Linked DNA regions of Mus musculus: all the other regions are linked to region 1. The links are chromatin contacts, called in public HiChIP or PLAC-seq maps. All regions are on one chromosome and are shown on one strand. Each heading gives the region's core, a stretch centred on a gene start, on an enhancer-like site or on the middle of the called end of the contact. The rest is flanking DNA. Distances are from core to core; before and after follow the strand shown. Region 1 holds the start of Fam114a1 (family with sequence similarity 114, member A1). Region 2 has its middle 13 kb from the start of Gm31363. Region 3 overlaps Tbc1d1 (TBC1 domain family, member 1). Region 4 holds the start of Smim14 (small integral membrane protein 14). Region 5 has its middle 13 kb from the start of Gm43837.

The links. HiChIP or PLAC-seq counts read pairs in DNA pulled down with a chosen protein or histone mark.
Region 2: a contact with region 1 is called in an H3K4me3 HiChIP or PLAC-seq map of bone marrow-derived macrophages, with 4 times the contacts expected there. The contact joins the enhancer-like site here to the promoter of Fam114a1 in region 1. A contact is called at or near these places in 6 of 39 promoter capture datasets (cranial neural crest, embryonic stem cells, hippocampal neurons and 3 more), 8 of 115 datasets of contacts at active chromatin or transcription factors (bone marrow-derived macrophages, embryonic stem cells, microglia and 1 more) and 2 of 9 other capture datasets (embryonic stem cells and liver).
Region 3: a contact with region 1 is called in an H3K4me3 HiChIP or PLAC-seq map of embryonic stem cells, with 5 times the contacts expected there. The contact joins the enhancer-like site here to the promoter of Fam114a1 in region 1. A contact is called at or near these places in 11 of 39 promoter capture datasets (3T3-L1-derived adipocytes, the C10 cell line, cranial neural crest and 4 more), 5 of 115 datasets of contacts at active chromatin or transcription factors (astrocytes, bone marrow-derived macrophages, embryonic stem cells and 2 more) and 2 of 9 other capture datasets (embryonic stem cells and liver).
Region 4: a contact with region 1 is called in an H3K4me3 HiChIP or PLAC-seq map of bone marrow-derived macrophages, with 3 times the contacts expected there. The contact joins the promoter of Smim14 here to the promoter of Fam114a1 in region 1. A contact is called at or near these places in 3 of 39 promoter capture datasets (the C10 cell line, liver and pre-B cells), 1 of 484 Hi-C or Micro-C datasets (uterus) and 3 of 115 datasets of contacts at active chromatin or transcription factors (bone marrow-derived macrophages, memory CD8 T cells and pancreatic cancer cells).
Region 5: a contact with region 1 is called in an RNA polymerase II HiChIP or PLAC-seq map of embryonic stem cells, with 9 read pairs. The contact joins the enhancer-like site here to the promoter of Fam114a1 in region 1. A contact is called at or near these places in 10 of 39 promoter capture datasets (the 3T3-L1 cell line, cranial neural crest, embryonic stem cells and 6 more), 7 of 484 Hi-C or Micro-C datasets (the C2C12 cell line, cortical neurons, cranial neural crest and 3 more), 11 of 115 datasets of contacts at active chromatin or transcription factors (acute myeloid leukemia, bone marrow-derived macrophages, differentiating embryonic stem cells and 7 more) and 3 of 9 other capture datasets (bone marrow-derived macrophages, embryonic stem cells and macrophages).

The regions. Positions count from the first base shown.
Region 1 is chr5:64,968,641-64,971,340 of GRCm38.p6, reverse strand. Fam114a1 (family with sequence similarity 114, member A1) reads right to left here and starts at 1,266. Exons shown (of 14, transcript NM_026667.3): 1 at 1,197-1,266. Mir574 (microRNA 574) reads right to left here and starts at 1,023; the gene lies at 946-1,023. It also overlaps a transcript of Tlr6 not described here.
Region 2 is chr5:64,437,485-64,440,184 of GRCm38.p6, reverse strand. No RefSeq gene overlaps it. Among named protein-coding and RNA genes, the nearest start is that of Gm31363, 13 kb to the left of the region's middle. Within about 2 kb of position 1,329, at least 52 of the 459 cell types and tissues checked have an H3K27ac peak or open chromatin away from gene starts, as enhancers often do. A contact at or near this core is called in bone marrow-derived macrophages and neural stem cells, where this site is marked.
Region 3 is chr5:64,264,014-64,266,713 of GRCm38.p6, reverse strand. Tbc1d1 (TBC1 domain family, member 1) reads right to left here. Exons shown (of 22, transcript NM_001310611.1): 6 at 2,256-2,388. Among named protein-coding and RNA genes, the nearest start is that of Gm38634, 8.2 kb to the right of the region's middle. Within about 2 kb of position 1,308, at least 24 of the 459 cell types and tissues checked have an H3K27ac peak or open chromatin away from gene starts, as enhancers often do. A contact at or near this core is called in embryonic stem cells, where this site is marked.
Region 4 is chr5:65,491,489-65,494,188 of GRCm38.p6, reverse strand. Smim14 (small integral membrane protein 14) reads left to right here and starts at 1,306. Exons shown (of 5, transcript NM_133697.4): 1 at 1,306-1,453.
Region 5 is chr5:64,363,602-64,366,303 of GRCm38.p6, reverse strand. No RefSeq gene overlaps it. Among named protein-coding and RNA genes, the nearest start is that of Gm43837, 13 kb to the left of the region's middle. Within about 2 kb of position 1,348, at least 96 of the 459 cell types and tissues checked have an H3K27ac peak or open chromatin away from gene starts, as enhancers often do. A contact at or near this core is called in the C2C12 cell line, cortical neurons, embryonic stem cells and 1 more, where this site is marked.

The DNA.
Region 1 (2,700 bases), core at 17-2,516:
ATTGATTTGAACGAAAAACGATGTCTCACATAAGCCTGCTCTGATGAAAGAAATAACTACTTACACTTCTGAATCCCCAAGATTCAGGAAGCCCCCCACCCCCTAACACCCCGCCCCCCACCCCCCACCCCCCGTCCCCAAATTCCTTCTACACTGGCTAACTTGTGCTTCAAATCCCACCCTTGGAGTTTCATTCCATCGCTGGCAGCTTTCAATGTAAGAAGTTTAATCAGAACATTTCAGGATTGATAGAGGAAATGGAGGAGAGAGTCTAGGATATGGGCTGGGGAGGAAAGAACTCTAGGAAGCCAGGTGAGCTAAGAGAGGCTTCTCGGAATGACCTTGTTTCTCTTGTTCTGGTGTCCCAGGGAGGAGTTCAAGGACTGCTGATTTAAAAAGCCATCAGCTTCTATCAAGAGGTTCAGGGGTGGACACTGATGGTATGGCCCAGAGAGTGCTCCCATAGTCTGCCGAAAGTCCTCCTTCTTTAAGAAAAGCCAGTGAAATCCAAGTGGGGACTGACTGACAGCTGGGAAATACTCACCAGATTCCTCGGAGAAGACAAGCTGGCTGGGTAAAGGGGCTGCCTTTGGGGTGGGGAAGAGGGGGCCCAAGAGGGTCCTGGGAATGCAAACGGTGCTAGCTTAAGGTGTTTCAGGGGGGCAGGAGCGCAGGCATGCTGGGTGTGGGGCATGCCAGGGAAAGATGATGGATCAGGATGGAGGTCAAGGCCTGTGCTCGGTTTTCCCAGGGGGAGGACAAGCTCACCCTAGGAATGGAGGTCTTTGACTAGCAAGAACTGGATCCCTCAGAGCGTCGCGCTGGGAGGACCCTACAGCCCACCCCAGACTTGGGACACTTGGGGAAACTTTCCAGACTGGCTTGTGCCTAGCCTCTGGCAGCGGACTCCACGGAGCTCCAGGCCGGACGAGGGTGCAGACCGGGCGTGCGGGCGTGTGGGTGTGTGCATGAGCGTGGACTTGGAGCGACACACACTCACACACACACACTCACACGCCCGCACCCACGCAGGGCCCTCGGCCGCGTCTCCCCCGACCTTCGTGCCCAAGCAAGTTGCTTTCTCGGGACGGTTCCCCGCCGGTGATTTCTCACACCCTACAGCGGACAAGGGTCGCGGCGCGCTGGTCCCCTCCCGCCCGGGAAGGGGATGGGGAGAGGGCGCCCCGGGCTCTTACCGCTTGGCCGGCCGAGTGCGCGCGGGAGTCCCGGGTCCCGCCCCGCCACGTCGGCAGGACCGGCGGGGACGCGGCCGCAGGGGAGGGACCGGCCAAGCTGCCCCGCCCCGGGCCGCCCTCCTCTGCCTCTGCCCGGCCCCACTGCACCCTGACCTGCTGCGAACTCCGAACTCCGCCGTCCCAGATCGGTGGTCGGGGCAGAGCGCGGGGTCCCCTGCCTTCCATTACGAAGCACTGGGGAAGCCCTGCAGGTTGTAAGGAGTCCCCTAGCCTCACCGTGGGATTTCCCGGTTCTAAATTAGGTGGAATTCTCTGACCACGTCAGCGATGGGAGTGGGATGTGATTAGAAACAAAAGTAAAAAGACTCAAAGGAGCCATGCTTTCTAGAAGGCCAGCTTGGAAATGTGGATCAAAGCCCAAATTCATTCTCTTTGGCCTGGGCATTGCACATCTGCGTTTGGCGTGGAAAATGTATTTGTCCAAAGCAAACAAAATCTCCCCTCCCCTCCCCTCCCCTCCCTGATGGCAGCAGGGGGTAGGGTAGGGTGGGGCGGAATGGGATGGGGTTTGCACCACGTAGTTTCTCCGTGTCGCCCTGGCTGTCCTAGATCTCACTCTGTAGACCAGGCTGGCCTTGTACTCAGACCTCTGCCAGCCTCTGCCTAGGATTAAAGGTATGCGTCTCCAAGGTTTGACTGGTCACCATTTCTCATGCGCGCCCCCTTTCTGGTTTTCTCTTTGTAAGCTGCTCTCTCTTTTTAGGCAGCTTCCGTTTGTGTGTGTTTCTTTCCTTTGAGGAGTTGCTTGTGCATTTCTGTGCAGTTGCAAACAATAAACACCTGTTAGAATAGAACTTTGTGTGCTTGGGGGGACTTTTCACCACCCTGGAGTTCTTAATTTTAAGTAGTCAGTTGTTGGTGTAACTTATATGCTTGAGCCAGGGAGTGGCACTATTAGGAGGTGTGGCCTTGTTGTAGTGGGAGTGGCCTTGGAGTAGGTGTGTCACTGTGGGCATGGACTTAAGACCCTCATCCTATGGACTGCCTGAAAGGCACTGCTCTGCTAGCAGCTTTCAGATGAAGACTTAGAACTCTCAGCTCCTCCTGCACCATGCCTGCCTGGATGCTGCCATGCTCTCGCCTTGATGATGATGGACTGAACCTCTGAACCTATAAGCCAGTTCCAATTAAATGTTGTCCTTATAAGAGTTGACACGGTCATGGTGTCTGCTCACAGCAGTGAAACCCTAAGACAGTTGACTTCTGCTAGTTTGTTGCTCTTTTCTTTTTTCTTTTTAGGAAGATGAGAAAAAATGTTCAGAGTGGGAGGGGCTCTGAGTGGGGCCATTCAAGACTGATAGTTTTGGATCTCTAAGCTAGTTCAGGTATTTGCATTTGCTTCCATTACTTCGTTTATTTGTTTCCCTCTGATAGTGAGACCACTCAACGGGGCTGTAAGTCGTGCCTGGTCCACCCTGTTATCAGTACTGAGTGTTCTGAGCCC
Region 2 (2,700 bases), core at 80-2,579, 530 kb after region 1:
ACAGGTGACTCTCATGCTACAAAGGATTGTGCGGCCACTGTAGAGATTTAGGGAGTGTTAATAAGGGCGGGGGGGTGGGGTGGGGACAACCAGGCATAGGGGTATTATTGCCTGTAATACCAGCACTTGGTAGTCGAAGGCAAGAGGATTAGAGGTTCAAAGCCAGCCTTTGCTCCAGGCTGGCCTGAACTACATGAGACCTTTTTGTTTGTTTGTTTTAAAAGAGAGAATGGAGAGGAAAGAAATGACAGGAAGAGAAAAGGAAGGAAGCAAAGAGGAAGGAAAGACAGACAAAAATTGGCATCATTTCTAAATCATGTTTGATCATCTTTAATGATTTCATGGTGATCTTACACATCCACTTTGGTGTGTGTTCGTGTGTGTGTGTGTGTGTGTGTGTGCGCATGTATGCCTCTATGCATGCATGTTCATGCATGTGTGCATGCATGTAACTAGAATGAGATGGTAGACTTGCATATCTCAAAACACATTTAACATGTTATTAAAATTCTTTATAACATTTAGTTTTTAACAGTCAGCACTTTTGTTTTGTTTTTTAACTACTTTTTTGCACTCAGTTTGCGGGCCACTTGTATCTTGGAGCCATTACAACAGATTTTACAAGGAGTATCTTTTCTTCTCTCTTTTTAATTTTTTTACTTTTATTTTTGAGACAGCATTTCTCTGTGTAGCCCTGGCTGTCCTAGAACTTCCTCTGTAGAGCAGGCTGGCCTTGAACTCAGAGATCCATCTATCTCAGCCTCCCAAGTACTGAGATCAAAGGGGTGTGTCACAAAGGCCTGGCTAAGGAGATGTCTTTTCAGGCATAGCTTAGAGGCTCGTCCTGTAGCTTACAGTCTTTGAAGTCAAATTGCAAGTCAATGAGAGTGGTAAAAATGTGGAAGAAACCGAAGTGATGGCTCACTTCTGTCATCCCAGCATTTGGGAGCTTGAGACAGGAAAATCATGGGGGTTCCAAGCCAGCCGGAGCTATACAGCAAGACTCTGTTCAACGAATAAACAGAAAGGGAAATGTCTATTTTAGTTTTGTTCCAGGAAGTTATCCATCTACTTTGAGTTTTCTGAGTGACCTTCATTAGGACATCCTACATTATGTAGATTGAATTCTGTGTCCTTCTTTCTCAGGCCTGAGTCATTAACCCCAAGGTCGCCAGGCAAACAGGTGCACTCTTTGAATGAATCACCCAGCACAGATTTTTTTTTTTTTCTTCTATCAAAATCCCCAGCAAGCTTGGCGCTTCTCGTGCCCAGTTCCCCTCTGTCTTACCCATGGATGCTTACAGCTTGCCCTTCCTGTTTTCTGCCTCCTGAAAGATGTGTGTGCTTTGAATCACACTGCCCCACGCTGCCAGCTCTCATCTGTTAGATCCTGTCCTTAAGTCCAGGGGCATTTTCCACTGACAAGTCTTTCATTAGTTTCTCTCTCCAAGGGGTTGTAACACCTTGTCATCTGATCATCCTGGCCAATCTCCCGCAAGACGATCGTATCATACAGATCATTAATAAGGATGAAGTGTGTGCACCCTGAGTGAGTGAGCTCCCAGCCCCGCCCGGCACTCCACCCTGCGTCAGTTTCAGCCCTACGCATCCTGACACTTCTGTGCTTTCTAATTTCAGTTCACGTGACCAATAGTGACTTCACGAGCTGTACTCTGCAGTCAGAATCTCCTGCAGGGCCTGCATCCCTGTCACACCCCTGATCCCCCTTCCCCACCCATAGATGCCCTGGATGACTTGCTACAACTGGACTCCACCGGGTTTAGGAACCTTGTTGGGTAAGCACAACAGGAAACCTTGAGATAGGAAGTGAGTCAGGGAGAGCTCTCTTAGGGTCCTCTATAAATGTTGTTACAGGATGGCCATTGCTTCTTTACAAGGCAGCCCCTCCCCCAAGCCCCCAAATCCACTCCATCCTTCTCAGCCCCGGGGATGGTAAGAGCCCTATTGGATATCACTCAGACTTTCTTCCACCCTCTGGTGGCTTTACTACACCCTGGTCATTCTTATAAGACATCCTTTAAACCCTCCTGAACTGAGCCAGCGTGAACATGCCATCAGCTCCTCACTAAAATTCTGATGGATACACTACAGCATCTGACCAGCCCCAGGCTAATGCCACTGCAGGGCTGGGCTGGCCACCACACCTGCCACCTCTGCTCCCAGACATTCAACACTGCTGCCAAAACCCTGTGGGCACCCAGCCTCCCTTCCTCTCAGATCCACAAATGCTCGGCGATTTTGGAGTTCTTACATTTGTTAATATAAAAGGGCTTTGAAATTCTCCTGGCAAGAGCAGACTTTTAGTGTTCCAGTATTTTCCATGTATTCACTTAACAAATATTTGTTGAACTCCTCCCATGTGCCAGACACCGAGCTAGACGGCAAGCACACATCTGTGGGCAAAGCAGACTCCCATAAGGTTGTGGGAAGGAAGCCGCAGAAAGTGCTGGCATGTCACGATGGCCTCCTGCAACACAGGGCCTGAGGAATGTGTCCCCAATGGAGGATGTGCCAGTTCCTACTGGGGTCTTATCTTCAACAGGTCATGATGTCCCAAAAGATCTTCTGTACAAGAATATACAAAAGCAATTCTCCCTCCAAAAGTTTCCTTTAGCAAGTGTGTGGCAGGGGGACCAGCTTCCATTTCATCAGCTTCAGGAACTAAGGGGCCCATTAGCT
Region 3 (2,700 bases), core at 59-2,558, 700 kb after region 1:
CCCCTCCATATCACCTTGGGCCTCCAGGTTCCTGCCCTGTTTGACTTCCTATCCTGGCTTCCTTCAATAATTAACCTTGATGTGGAAGTATAAACCAAATAAACCCTTTCGTCCCCAAATTGCTTTGGATATGGTGTTTCACCACAGCAACAGAAACCCATATGAACACTCACCATATGAAGTAGCAAATTCACTAACTCTAAAGAATGGAAAGCAGAAACCTGAACAGATGTGTGTATACCAAAATTCTTAGCACTACTGCTCACACAGGAAAAGGCCAAAAGAACTGGAATGTCCAGTGATGAATAAATGAATCAACTGATAGAATATTATTCAGCCAAAGAAAGAAATAGGATCCTGACATGTATAAAATGAGCAAACCCAGAAGATGCAATGCTAAGTGAAAGAAACCAAAACCAAGAAACCAAATCCTACTGATTCCACTATACAGGGTACCTAGATTAACTCAAATTGTAGAATCAGAAAGGGAGAAAGCTCAGTGGTAAGAGACCTCAGTAAGTCACTGAACCTCCAATCAAAGCAGGGCACGCTGCTCGGGCCTCTAACTCCTGCACAGGGAACAGAGACAAATAGACTCTCAGCACTTACCAGCCGGACTAATCCAGCCAAAACCAGCTCTGGTTCAGTGAGAAATCCTGTCTGAAGTCAACAAGGCAGAGAAAGTCAAAGGAAAACAGCCATGTCCCTGCTCTGGCTTCTACACACACAGGCACACATATGTATACATTCACACACCACAAATTACCCCAACACACACACACACACACACACACACACACACACACACACACACACACAGAGGAAAACACAAAGTAGAACGGTGGCTGCCTGGGGCTGTGGCAAGTTACAAGGGGGAGAGAGCTGTGACTCAGGAAGATGAAAGGAGAGCAGTGGGAACCTTACTCAAGAACCAGACTCTAAAAAAAAAAAAAAGGTGAAAACGATACATTGTATATCTGGGTATACTTTTCCCCACAATTACTTAGAAAAAGAAGAAATAGATCTAAATGTCAATATAGTTTTTCTTTATAGAATTACAGTTTGTGACACGTATTCGAGATACATAAGAAATGATCATGCCTTTGTTTCTACAATTGGATAATTTAAATCATATGACAATATCAAAAACCATACACCTACAAAATAGAATTAGATGCAAAGTGAAGAAAAAGGGCACACAATACTTCTTCCCAGATTCCTCCATAGGAGTCCTGACCACTCACTACCACCCTATCTGCTGCCCCTCCCTGATGACCAGGGCCAGACTTCACCCTAGCCTGAACAGTTCTCACCCAAGAGAGCTCCTTCCTCTTCTGAGAGGGTAGCTGCAGGTAGCGCCTGCCTGGTAGTCAGACAGTGGATCCGGGGCTTGCAATACCCGAGTTTATCCCTAGATGGCTCTAACCTCTCAATTTATTTATAAAATTATAAATAATTTTACTTTTTCTTCACACCATGATGAAGTTAAAATTGACAGTATCTTTTAAAAACCTCTAAGCACTGTTTCCCACAATTACTTAGGAAAAAAAGAGAGAGAGAAACTAGGTCTAAATGTCAATATAGTTTTTCTTTACCGAATTATAGTTTGTGACAAGTATTCTAGATACACAAGATGATCATGCCTTTGTTTCTACAATCAGATAATTTAAATCATGTGACAATCTCAAAAACCATACACCTAGATAGAAAGGCTTACTACCAAACAGTAACTCTTACTATCAAATAAATCCTGCAAATGGTGACATTTCATAAGCATCTAGAAACTGTAGTTAAGATTGTCACCATGGTTTTGGGGTTTTGGTTTTTATTCCTCCCCACTCACTTCTCAATCAGGACCCGTTTTCTGCTCTCCTCCATTAAAACTGCCCTGGCAGAACTGCAGGTGACTCTCTACTAGAAAACATGGTAAACTTCTTAGGTCTCCTTTCACTAGATCTCTGTGGTGTTCAATCTGAAAGACCCACCATTCTCACACAGCTCAGTAAATGTTGGACCACATGCATTCCTAACCTCTTTATTCCTCCCAGGGTGTCTTGGAGGAGAGATGGCAAGAGGGGGTGTGGGTCCTTAGCTTTGTCTCCATCATGCCCAGGAAAGATTCTTGTCACACAGAACACATCCACTGCACGATGTGAGGTCGTCTATGATCCCTCTGACATGGCCCTACAGAGTAGTGCCACAAGCACTCCCACCCAAGGCCTTGGTGCTACACGCTAAAAGTGCCCCCTACTCACCCTCTATCCTTTCGCAGAGCTTGTGCAGGCCTTGCAAGGGGCAGCCCTCACAGAGCTGGGCTGGTGCCTTAGCCGTCTGCTGCACCGCAGCTACCGTGAAAGCCTGCTTCAGAGTCATCATGATCTCGTCAACCTGCACAGAGGAGCCAAGGGTCAACAGCAAGTCAGCTGGGCCGACCGACCGGCTGACCGACGGCGGCAGCAAGCTCACAGGACAGACTTTGTGTGGTAAATTGTTTTTTCTGGGCTATTTTTCACAGACTGACAGGAAATAGTGGAAATAATTGCTAGGGTTGCTTTTTGTTGTCAGAGGATGACTCCTCTAGCGTCAGCACTCTTAAAACAGGTGAGACACAAGGTAAGAACATTGTAACTGAGTATAGAGCAAGGGCCTCCGGTCCAAAGTCCACAGGAGTTCCTTTTCTACCTACCTACCTTCCTTCCT
Region 4 (2,700 bases), core at 57-2,556, 520 kb before region 1:
AAGACAGAGCTCCCCTGCTTGTTTTCGCTGGTCGGGTTTTGTTTTCTTTTCTAACTTGTAACCTTACCAAAGAAAGCAGGCCATACCTCAGTAGAACACGGATTGTGAACCATGTAGCCAAAGACAGACTGTGCAGCACTGTTTTAAAGGGTTTTGTTTTTCTTTTTTTGTTGTCAGATTGTTAAACTATTAGGGAAGAAAATGAAATTCCAAGTGGATGTTTTCTGCCGTTCACTATTTTTTGTCCAGACTTTAGATTCTCAGGATAATTTTTTTCTTGTACTTTCTTATAAAAATATGCTTAGTTTCGTCCAGAGTTCCTCGAGGTCATTGGATACATCTGTAGAATTACGGCTGCCACAGCTGCTTCCAGAGGTGCTCTTTTTGCTTATCAGGCTCCACACTTCAATTTGCTGGTATTTCCCGTCCTTTCTTACATGGGAATTAAGCTGTCTTTGGATTGTTGAAATACTGCTTCCTAACTTCCAAGCCCAAGAATGGTGTGCTGCTACCTCCTTTGGCCACATTCCCTCCTCCACTAGGAGGGCAAACCCATGGCTAGGCTCCCCTCACTTTTAAAAACAAAAAACAAAAAAACCCAGACATATTCTATGCTGCACTGGCTGGGCTCAAATTCACATACTCCCACCCACTCCCCCAGGGTTTCTCAATGCAGCCCTGGCTGTCCTGCAACTCGCTCTGCAAACCAGCCTGTCTCTGCTTCTGCTGTTGAGCCATCACATCCGGCTTCTAACATCTCTCTTTTAAGGTTAAGGTTGAACTTAATTTAGGTCTGTTTTCCAATCCAAAATCCGAACGTCATCAGGATCACTCATCCCTCCCCACCTCCCAGCTGACATGCTTCTGTAATCTTCGAGTTCCGATTTTCACGCGTGCCTGATGATGAACTCCCACCGCCACCTCTGCAGGTAGACCGGGTCTCAGCAGTCATCAATTTGTGCGCGCGCCCCTCCGCCTAAGTATGACTAAACACCGCCGTGGACAGAAGCCATTCCCTCGACAAACAGACAGACACGTCAGATGATCATGACCACGGAAGACAGCACGGAGGCGACGTGGGACAACTTAACAGCCGGGTTGCCCTTCCTTCTCGGTGGAGCAACCCCACCCCGCCACACCGGAACTGCCTCCCCCACGCCGGGCGCGCCCACGCACGTCAGCGCCGGAGCTGCGGGAGCCGCCCCCCTCCGACGCAGGTGGCCCGCGCGACACGCGCATGCTCCCTAGGTAGGGTCACGAGCGGCTCCGGGTGCTACAATCTGTTGCGCCGCCCTCGGGGAGCCCGCAGATCCGGGTCTCGTGGCTAAGAGTGACGTGGTCTATCGAATCCAAACAGAGGGGAGGAGGCCGGCGGCCAGCAGCATCGGCAGCGACAGCGGCGTCCGGAACGCTCCCGGCCGCCACCCTCCCCGCCCGCCGCTGTTTTGGGCGGGTGAGTGTCCCGTCCCCCCCTCTCTCCCCGGCCCACCGCCCTCCTCGGCGACCCTCTTGGCGTCGCCACTTCTGTGGCCGCGCGCACCCGGGGACCGCTGCGGCGGAGCGGGCGCCTTTGGCTGGGCGCTGCACCCGGGGAGCCCGCAGCCGCTGGCCCGGCAGCCTGCAGCTGGGCTGCACAGGCACCCGCAGTCCGGGTGCTTTCACTTTTAGGGCCCCATAGGCGGCGCGGGCGTGCAGGGGGTTAGGGACAGTCACCCCGAAGGCCGGGCGGTGGCGTTTGCCTGGTGGGTTCGATGAAGTCACCCGGACGGGGCCCTTTTGTTGTGGTGTGTTGGTAGCTGCCATCCTAAAAGCCAGAGCTCTTCTTTAGCCTCCATTGTGTTGCGGATTTAAAGGATTCCCCTTTTCTGTTGGTTCAGTTCTGTTGGTTCAGTACGTGGAGCCGGGGCTGACAATGGAGCAGGTAGCAGCACCGTTATCGGAAGGAATGCAGGGCAACAGCCTGGCAATGGTTTGAGATCCGTGTCGCTGCTTAAAGCCGAAGTTTTCCGAAGTGGCTGCTTAAACGTTAGGATTTTAGCCAAGATGATACTTGCTAACTGTAGCGAGGCGGCAGGATGCTTTTAGTTGCCCCAGTTGGAAAAGCCGAGGATGCGGCCTTAGTAATGGAGTGCCCTGGGTTTACAGCTGGAGCGCCTGATGAGCTTCAGGAAGCATTTATACCTGCATGTGTGGAAGACACCCTCCCGATTTTGTGTTGTGGTGTCACTTGGCAGCTATCCGTACCAGAATTGGGAAAAACCTACAGTTTACCAAGGGTTCTAGTCTGGAAACGCTCGCTGCCCTGTGTCTGCTGTGGAGGTTAGGGGAAGCAGCTGCGTGCTCCTGCTTCAGGTGACTCCCTGCTCGCGCAGATTCCTTCAGTGTAGCCGCCCACCCTTTTGCCCTCCGCACTCAGACCAGAAAACCAAGCCTGGATGTTCCATCGTGTTTTCGAAAAGGGACATTTCCCCCTCTCCAAGATACTTATAGTGTTTCTGTGGAAAGCAGCAGGAAGGAACGAGGAAACAGATTGATTGCTGTCCATCAAATCTGGGAAGAAGTCTTAGGAATTTAGACCCCTATCTTTGAAGGGTGTGCCCTTGGGCAGTAACGGACCTCGTATCAAATCTTTTCCTCCTGTGTAGATCATGGATTTTCCCTCTTTTTTTTCTCCCATACTTGGAATCTTGATGATATAGA
Region 5 (2,702 bases), core at 99-2,598, 610 kb after region 1:
ACAGTCACTGCTCTCACCCCACCCAGGATCGTGCGGATGTAGAGTTACCTCAAGCAGGATGATCCTGGCCTTGTATTCAGGATACACCAGAACAGGAGTGCTGTGGCTTGAGTGTTCTCCCTGAAAGTCATGCCAAAACTTAATTCCCGTTGTGTGGTGTTACGAGAGCAGAAACCTAATACGACAGCCTTTGGAGGGTGGGACATTTGGAAGCTAAGGTTAAATGAGATCAAGTGATGGAGCCCTCATCCAGTAGAACTGTGGCATTATGGCACAGGACAGACCTGAGCACACATGTTTACATTCAGTCCTTTTCACTAGGAGCAGGGCTCTCACTCTGTACTGACTCACCACAGAGACTCACCAGATGCCAGTGCTCCCCACATCCCTACTCCACTCCTACTCTTCACAGAAGCTCCAAGCAGATTCATAGTACCTTAGGGTGAGGATTATAGATTATTTCCTTGCTACTTTCAGCTTCAGAGCCTCAGCCAGCCTTGCCCTGGTACCTTCCAATACACAGGTGCACGTGAGCGTTAATATAGGACCAGAGAAAGGACCGGTGATCTCACAGCAAAGCTTTAACAATGGCTGCGGCTTCTGTAATAGACGATCCTTTTTTCTTTTGTCTGCTGAGAGATCTACTTTCTTTGCATTTTTTATTGCTGTGGGTCTCACTTGCCTTGTAAGGTTTTAACGTTATGCAACAACAGATAATTGCGTCACGTGGTGCTTTCATTTAAAAATAATCACTTCAAATATCAACAAGCACTGGTAACTGGGAGGCCTCCAATCTCTTCTGCTCGTCCTGTAAGTCGCAAACCCTTGCCTGCTCTCTGGCTCTGTGCGACTCATTGCCCTAATAGGAAGCCAGGAAAAATGGTCATCAGTGAATCCTACTATGTGCCAGGTGCAACTGCTGGCCCACCCTCCCCACAACTTTGGCAGGCACTCTCATTCCCACCAGGGTTATGACACCACAGTGGGTTCCAATGGATACCAACCACATCACACACATGATCAACATCAAATGAGTTGTCAGTGACACAAGGTCTGCTTGAAGCCAAGCATTCCAGAACTTTCCAGGACACTGGTGAAGGCATTAGTTTAAGACTTCCTCAGACACCAGTAACAGGGCTCCTCTCTCTCTGGGAAGCATCTTTTTCTTTTCTTTTCCTTCTTTCTCTCTCTCTCTTTCTCTCTCTCTCTCTCTCTTTCTTTCTTCCTTTCTTTCTTTCTTTTTTTTATTCCAAACTCCTGCATCCCGGAAGCAGCAGAGAGCTGGTTCTCAATTGCCACCACCCCACCACAGCTACCACCACCACCAGTTCAGGAGCTTGCCAAGAGTCAGCCAAGCATAGACAGCTTGTATTCAGAGTTGCTGTGGGTCTGCCCCACCCACCCCACCCAACCTCCTGCAAAAGCTTAAATCTCAGGCATGGAAAAAAAATCAGACAGGCCATCTTAGGCTAGGGGGAGGAAAAAAAAAAAAAAAAAACTCCCAACCAACAGCTGCTGCCTAATTGGCTTTCTAAATAGTTAGAGGCTGCCAAGTGCAGAAATGAATTAAATAAGCCTTTTCCCCCCTCCAGGGTGGAGCAGCAGGCTCCGGGGCTCCACCCAAGTCACACCCTAGTTGCGGCTATTTATAATATCTAAAAGCCAGATGGAACCTGCCAAGGGGAACAGAGATCGTGACAAAAAGCATAGATCCAAAGCCCAGCCCTCTCCTGGAGTAGACACAGATCTGGAGGGGCCCCTAGGGACTGTGGGGGTTGCAAAGAATGGTAGAGGGATTGAGCCTTTCGCAGAGTCAGGTTTCTCAGCTGCAGGTACCGATTGGGAGTAGGGTGATGCGGGCTGTACCTGCTGGATCCAGAGGAGCTAGGTGATTCCGACAGTATTTGTTCCCTGGGCAGCTTGAGCCCAGTTAGAAGGAACAGCAGCCAGATGTGGATTTGGCAGGTGAAACAGCTGGACTGCTCCTCCCCTCAGCCAAACAGAACCTGGAGCAATATGGTCCATGGTAGTCCAGAGTGCTTCCAGGGAGCTGGGGACAAATCCTGATTTCTTGTCTGTGAGATGTGCTTGTCAGTAAACCCTTGGAGGGTTTACATCCTTATTTATGAGACACGGGCTGTAATCAAACCAGCCAGATGGGATTTTTGAGAACGTTAAACATGCCCTAAGTGCTCAGGATAGTTTTGCAGCAGAGGCCACAGCTGTTACTATAGGATTTGATGTCTGGACTCAAAAATGCCTCTGTGTTGGCCACTGTGTGCTGGTCTCTGGTGGGTTGAGTCCCCGTGTCCCTGCTGGGCTGAAGCATCTTAAAGACAGATTGAATGTTGGCTGTCTCCTTCCTGCCGATGAACAAAGGCTGGTTTGAGCTAGCAAATCATCAGAAATAGGCACCTGATACAATCCCGTTCACATCTGACTTCCCAGCCCAGCTGTTCTGGTCTTGAGTTAGGATCACTGCTCCCCCAAGCTCTAGCCCCATCATGAGAGCACAGCCCTGACCTGTACTGTCCAGTTTTCCTGACCGCCTGTTAAGGTACATCTTCTATGTCTCCCTAGGGTTTGTGAGTTGATTGAAGGCCCTGTACCCTTGAAACCAGTGTCCTGAGTGGGAGACATCATGGTAGGCACAGAGTGGATCACAGGTGTCATGGGTGAATTCATCTATTTATGGGCTCATG